2 separate regions of the Sus scrofa genome follow, and region 2 is linked to region 1. Evidence: chromatin contacts called from public Hi-C data. All regions are on one chromosome and are shown on one strand. The core of a region is the stretch at or near the end of the contact, and the rest is flanking DNA. Distances in the headings are between cores, read along the strand shown.

Region 1 (3,353 bases), core at 161-2,660:
GTTCATGTTTGAAATACTTTTACATAACACATGGACTCCTTCCACACGGCCAAGCTCATTACTGGATGCTCTTTCACAGATCGCATGACAGTGAACAAGCCTCCTGGTCAGCTTTGAGAACAGATTATGTGAGACAAAAGGCAAGGAAATACAAAATTAACATTGTGGTCACTGTTTATCAGAACGCAGACAAAGCCAGATACACCAACAGTCCAGAATGAAGGAAACAGGTTGCTGGCTCTTGATTGGAATTTCCTCGGATTGTTACCATGTTGTACAGGATTAATCTGTGTTTCTTTGCACAAAGTCACGCTTATGTGAAATGTATCAGAAGTGATATAATAAAGGCTTGGCTTTGTGTGTGAACAAAACTGCTTTTAAGAAATGTTTCGTTACCAGGCAGATTAAGAAAATACCACAGATGTAAAAGTACCCTAGGTCTATAAATAAGTTACTTTACTGCTTGTTACGAAAGAGAAGGTATTCAGGCTAAGTCAACAAAAGAGCAGGTAAATATTCAGGTAACCTTTTTGTTCCTGACACGAGTGGGGCTATGACGTGAATTAAGCTAGAACTTCACAACATCCAGACGGTGTTGGCTGACATTCCAAACCACACTGTCGCATCGTCGCACCAACGCACCGACCAGCGCTTAACGAGAGCATTTACTGTGTGTTAATTTCCCTAATCCTCCCAGCAGCACCCCCCACAGCTGGCAAGTGGATTTGCCGAGGAAAGGGGGAAAACCTAGGCCAGGCCACGGTAGGTACTTATTGCTCAGATGGATCGGGAGGGGGAGCAAAATTCAAGCAGTCGACCCAGCCAGCGGGTCTCCCCAGCCAGGTGTCTCGGGAGCAGTGTGTCTCCGGGGAAAATGTGGCAAATACCTCTGACGGTCTTTGTAATTCTACGTAGCTAAAAACAATATAGTATCAGGCAGAATGAAAGACGATTTAAGATTAGAAATAACCACATGTTTAGACTCTTTCCATTTGTTTTCTTCTCCTTTGAGGGATAAAAGGGAGGAATTAAAGAATGTACTGGAAACTTGGGGAATGTGCGCCTACCCTCCTTTCCCTCCTCCTGCTCGCACTCTCCTCTCCCCTCCGCCTTTAATTAGCTCACATCCTATCGGACCAGGGCTCCCTCATACATCCTGACGCCAGCCAGCGGGCCAGGCCGAGGGGCCTAAGTGCAGCCCGATTTGAAGCTCCCAGCGGATCCCCTGCTGCTCTTATCTCCGCAGACGCCTGAAGAGCTGGTATCCTCCCGCCCAGGCCTCCTGGGAAGCCGCCCCAGCAGGTGCCCATTGGCAATAGTTTTGTGTTACAGGCCTGAATGAATGATCCCCGCAGGAGCTGCCGACTGTTTTCACAGACACAGAAGGCAGTCAAAAGTCCACCGCGTGAACTTGGAATGACCCCAGCTGCAGAGTGACTGGCGGGTTCACCGGGAGGGCAGGCACGCTTTATTAAACAACTAATACTCTTCACAGATAACTTTCCGAAAAAGCAAAAGTGTTAACTCTTTGCAATCTTGCTCCTCCGACAACTAAGTGGAGGGGCTCCACTGTGTGGCTGAGGGTTTGGACCCAAATGAAGAGTCTGAGACAGAAGGACAGGGATTTCATCTGGCCTGGCGAAGGGTCAGGACTCAGGCTCCATTTGGTCAGCCGTCGTGTTGAAGCGCTCCCGGTTAAAGTAAAAAGGCACCAGGCAAAGACTGCAGGCACCCACTCCAGTGAGGCCGGTGCCAGCCCGCACCCCCAGGCTGGCTGGCCTATCCCGGCAAACTTGGTCACTCACCCTGGTCAGCGTGCAAGCCACTGTCTGAAGGAGGATTCAGCAGAGGCACAAGTTCAAACCCAAGTGTTCTAAAAATCAAGTTCTTCTGGGCGGGCTGGCCAGGGGGCCATGGAGCCTGGCATCCGCGGGGCCCCCCGAGGGGATGGCAAATAGCCCTTCCTTCCCTTGGTTAGGTGCACCCAGTACAGGAAGGTCCTGTTTTTCCCTTTTCTTTTCTCTTCTCTCTCTTAACGCACCCAGAACTTTAGAGGAAACCCAATGACAACAACCGTAATTAGCAACATGCAGATGAGCATATAAACACATGCAGAAACTTTGAAAATGTTAACCAGGAGAGTTACGCTGATTTTGGCTTTAACCAAAGACTGTGTGTCCATCAAAGATTTATCTCCATCTCACCTCACCTACTACATCTAATTACGGAGGGACTTCCTGTTTGGTTGTCCTGTGGGGAAGGGGGGGAGGGTGGGTCTTGTTTTGTTTTCAGCCAAGGTGCTGTCTCACAGGGGTTGACTGGTTGGATGTGACAGGGTGAAGGACAGGTGAGGTGTTTCAAAGGAGCGACACTCCCCCCCATTCAGGTGGGTTGACCTTTGCCCAAAACAGACTGGTTCAGCTCAGCAGGCCCTGGAGGGCTTTCTCCTCACCAGGCACATGGTGCTTGGGGCTCAAAGTACCAAGGCGACTCTGACTTCGTCCCCTGTTCACAGACGTATGACAGATACAATCAAGATAAAGAATTCTGAGGTCCTGCACACACCACAGCCCCACTGATTTTTCTCTCCCTTGTTTCCGAAGGGACAGGGAGTAGGTAGCCACGGCTGGCTGCCGACCCTTCTCAAAGATGGCATCAGATCTGAAGCGAGAAGGCCGGAGTTTTAGAGCCGGCCCTGCACCAGTCAGCTGTGCGAACCCCACGGGATCTCGTTTCTCCGTCTGTAATCTGAGAGGGTGAAAAGCTCATCTTCCCACTCTTCCCCAGATCTGGGTTCTAAGAGTCTCTACAAGAGTATCTCAGTTCAGAGTCCAAACCTGGGAAAGTTTATTCTGAAAGAGTGAGAAGAGATTTAGGCTCGGGACCTCTCTTAGGAGAATACAAGGTGCGCTTGGATGGAAAGGGAGAGGTTAGAGGGTTAAGTTACCACGTGAAACATTATTCAAACGAGGCTTCTCAGCATAGAGCACAATTAAAAGCAAATAAAACCGAGGTTAGACATTGTTTGCTGTTGTGTTTTAACTTGTGAAGAGAAATAAGGGGCAAATTCTTCGCTGTGTTTAATCCTAAGAATTTTTCTGCTTATAACTGATTCATTCAGGACCCTCAGTTTGTCCTGCCAATTGATTTCTAAGCAAGTACTGCAGCAAGCGAGGAAACCTCCCTTGCTGATGCTACTGGACACAAACAGGTAGGCACATCCCCAGAAGCAGGCTGATAAAATCCCTCTGGCTTTGCCCCTTTGGCTTTGTTCCTCAGGGATCCTGGGACTAGGATTTGCATGTTCGTTCGAGATTTTTAGGACCAGCGACTCCCACAACTTAGCATGGGTG
Region 2 (3,298 bases), core at 376-2,875, 140 kb before region 1:
TGGTCCTCATGGAAGCCATACACCTGGGTTGTCAACTTCATCCCTCCCAAGGTCCCCTCCAGGGATGTTATGGCCCGTTTTGCAGGGGAGGCAACATGATTTCACTCATTCGTGCACATAACGCACGAGGCGACTGATTATCAAGCCAGGTGCTGGGAACTCATAGTGAGCCTGCATTTCTAGGGTGTCATTGCACTGGGGGAGGGAGACAGAAAGGAAACAACAAATAACTATTACAATTTCAGATAGTGACAAATTGCTATAAAATAAAACAGGGTGGACGTTCCCATTGTGGCTCAGCAGAAACGAGCCCGACTAGTATCCACAAGGATGCAGGTTCATCCCTGGCCTTGCTCAGTGGGTTAAGGATCTGGCATTGCCATGAGTTGTGGTGTAGGTTGCAGACGTGGCTCGATCCGGCGTTGCTGTGGCTGTGGTGTAGGCCAGCAGCTGCAGCTCCAATTCGACCCCTAGCCTGGGAACCTCCATATGCCACGAGTGCAGCCCTAAAAAGCAAAAATAAAATAAAACGAAGACAGGATGACGTGAGGGAGAGAGGCTTAAATATCAACTTCAGTGAAAGGGAAGCTGGAAGCAGCTCTGGTTTAGCTGGGCCCTGCTGCATTCTTGGGGTGTTTTTTAAAGATACCCCCCCACTTGCTAAAAGGACTTGAGTTAGTGGGGTCCAAGTCGGGGAGCCAGTAGGGGGCCTCCCTGGGCAGTTCGGGGTGGGAAGTAAAGGCTGAGGGCTGAGTTTGGGGGAAAAGGAGTGAGGAGAGGGCTGGCCCTGAATTCTCTGAGCAGCTCCAAGTTCTCACCAGGCCAGGCCCTGCACCTGAGGCTTCTAACCAACGCTGGCAGCCCCATGAGGGTTCCTTGCACTTTTGACCTTCCCCTCACCAGCGAAGGAGGCCAGTTTCAACCCTCCCCACTTCCCCAAGTGGGAGATGTTGAGGCTCAGAGATGCCAAGTGACTCATTCAAAAGTCACACAGCAAATCAACTCCAGAGCAGGGTGCTGGCCTGCCTGGCCCAGCCAGGCTGATTTCCATTCCCAAGGGCACTTCAGAGCCTGCGGTTGCCAAGGGGATGCATGCAGTCCAGGGCCGCGCTGGGAGCTCTCTGGAAGACACGGTGGCCCCCTGCCCTGTGAAGTAGGGCAGTGGCTGGTGGGCAGCCATGGGACACTTTGACATCTGCTTAAAAGGGCCTCCAGCGCCCAGGCTTCGCAGAAGAAGAACGAGCTTCCCAGAAAGCCGAGAGCAAAGGCAGGCACTTCCCCAATCTGTTGGGCGGAAAGCCCAAATCTGACCCAGAACACTCAGCTCTAGGGTCCGGAGGCCCCCTGGGGAGGCAGGGGATGGGTGCCTAGGGGAGAGGCTGACGCCTGAGGAGTGGAAGCTGCCAGCCCCCAGGGATGCTCCGGAGGAGGGAGGCCGCGCTCCAGCTGGGCCGGTGCCTGCCCAGGGGGCGGCGGAGGAGGCGGCGGGAAGGTTCACGCTGCGGCCAGCAGACTGGCTGCGTGTTGCAATGTCTTGTGGCGTTTGCAGCATCCTGTCCGTGTGCGCAGCTGGGGTAACCTCGGGCCGGCGCGGAGGAGCGTGTGTGGCTCGCAGGCCGCGCGGCCTGGAGGCTGCTGGCACCTTGCATCTCATTTACAGCTCCGGGTTCAGCCGCAGGTCAGCGGCGCGGGTGACATCACGGCGTTTGTTTACCGCCCGGCCGCTGCAGGGAGGAAGCGCGGGCGGTCCCTGCCGCGGGAGGGGACCCTTTCCGCACCCCGCCACCGGCGCCGGACCCCAACCTGGCCCCCGCCCCATCCGCGTCCCGCCCCCAGCCCACCCCCTTCCCATCCACGCCCGGACCCCATTTCTCCACTGCCCCCTGCCCCTGCCGAGTCCCCGACCCCACCCCCCAATCCGTCACTCGTCTTCACCCCACGACCCCCGACCTGAGCCCGGAACCTCCACGCGACAGCCCTCTCGACCCGGCACCTCCGGGACACAGCCCCGCCCCCCCCTCCCCATCGACCTCCCCCCGCCCCCCCCCCTTCCAGCCCTTCCCCATCCGCCAAATGGGAGCCCAGCCCAATCCCCACCCAGGACTCCAGCCCGGCCCCGCCCCACCCCCTCCCGGGACCCCCGCGGGCCCCCACCCTCCGCCCGTCCCTGGGCCCACTTTCAGAAGGACTTCCTGGAGCCTCCTGCCAGATCCGTTGAGGTTTCCCCGGCGGCGGCTCCTCCTGCCACCCCCTCACCCCATCATGTGAGCGCGGACCCGCCTCCCGGCCCCGAGCGGGCGGGGTTGGCCCGCCACTTTGTTATTGGAAACTGGTGTGTTTACCCCGGCGCGCTAGGTGGGTAGCTGGCCTGCTCGGCCCGCATCCAGGCACCCTCTTCCTGCCCAGCCGGCCCTTGCCACCTGGAACTCTTTCCGGGCCCCGCCCCTCCCTCTGCTTAAGCCGAGTGTTCTGGAAGCTGAAGGGACCTGCGGATAGAAGTCAGGATCTCTCGCTTTCCCCATACCTGGGACTTGCCACAGCCCGCCTTCCCAGGGGAGGGAGGCTCCGCGCCTGGGTTCCTGGCCATCCTGTTCTTGCATTTTCTCAGGCCAAACCCTTTAGGGTCCTCTTGGCGCCCCTCCGGGCCCCCCAAACCTGCAGCTGTGCGGAATTCCTCCTCCATCACTTCTGCCAAGCGCTCCAGCCCCGCTCCCCTCCATCTCTCATAGGGGTCACCTGCGGGTACAGCAGCTGCTCCTAACCAGCCCTGGTCCACTGCCCCGGCCCCCCCGCACCCCCAACATGCCATACCCACAGTGCAGCAGCCAGGCCTCGTTCCAAAAGCCAAGTAGAGTTGTCCTTTCTCTGCCCACAACCCTCCAAAGGACTTCCCATCTCACTGGGGGAAGAATTCAAACCCCACCCGCACCCAGGGCTGCAGCCCCCAACCTCACGTCTCCCACTCAGCTCTTCCACTCGGCCTCCTTGCAGTCCCCCCCCCCCGCCCCCCACCTTTGCACTGGCCATTCCCCTGCCCAGAATGCTCCTTCCCCACATGTCTGCATGGCTCCCTCCCTCACGTCCCCTAAGTCTCTGCCCAAGTGTTAGCTTATCAGAGAGGCTTTCCCTGTCCCCAAATGCCCATTCCCATCCAAATGCTGCTTTCACCCCATGATTACTCCATCCCGCTTCCCTGCAAAGCTTCCCGTTCCTTCCAGGCACTTTCAGCCACCTTCATATAGTGTATGGTCAATTGTTTATTGTCTCTTGTGTCCCTTCTTTCCTATACACACATGAA

The links. A called contact is a pair of places that touch in the nucleus more often than the background predicts.
Region 2: a contact with region 1 is called in a Hi-C map of liver, with 13 times the contacts expected there. The contact joins two enhancer-like sites. A contact is called at or near these places in 2 of 47 Hi-C or Micro-C datasets (liver and skeletal muscle) and 2 of 2 datasets of contacts at active chromatin or transcription factors (alveolar macrophages and skeletal muscle).

The regions. Positions count from the first base shown.
Region 1 is chr6:72,435,493-72,438,845 of Sscrofa11.1, reverse strand. The region is part of intron 64 of VPS13D (vacuolar protein sorting-associated protein 13D); the gene reads right to left. Among named protein-coding and RNA genes, the nearest start is that of DHRS3, 160 kb to the left of the region's middle. Within about 2 kb of position 1,410, at least 26 of the 83 cell types and tissues checked have an H3K27ac peak or open chromatin away from gene starts, as enhancers often do. A contact at or near this core is called in liver and skeletal muscle, where this site is marked.
Region 2 is chr6:72,577,833-72,581,130 of Sscrofa11.1, reverse strand. The region is part of intron 1 of DHRS3 (short-chain dehydrogenase/reductase 3); the gene reads left to right. Among named protein-coding and RNA genes, the nearest start is that of DHRS3, 20 kb to the left of the region's middle. Within about 2 kb of position 1,625, at least 68 of the 83 cell types and tissues checked have an H3K27ac peak or open chromatin away from gene starts, as enhancers often do. A contact at or near this core is called in liver and skeletal muscle, where this site is marked.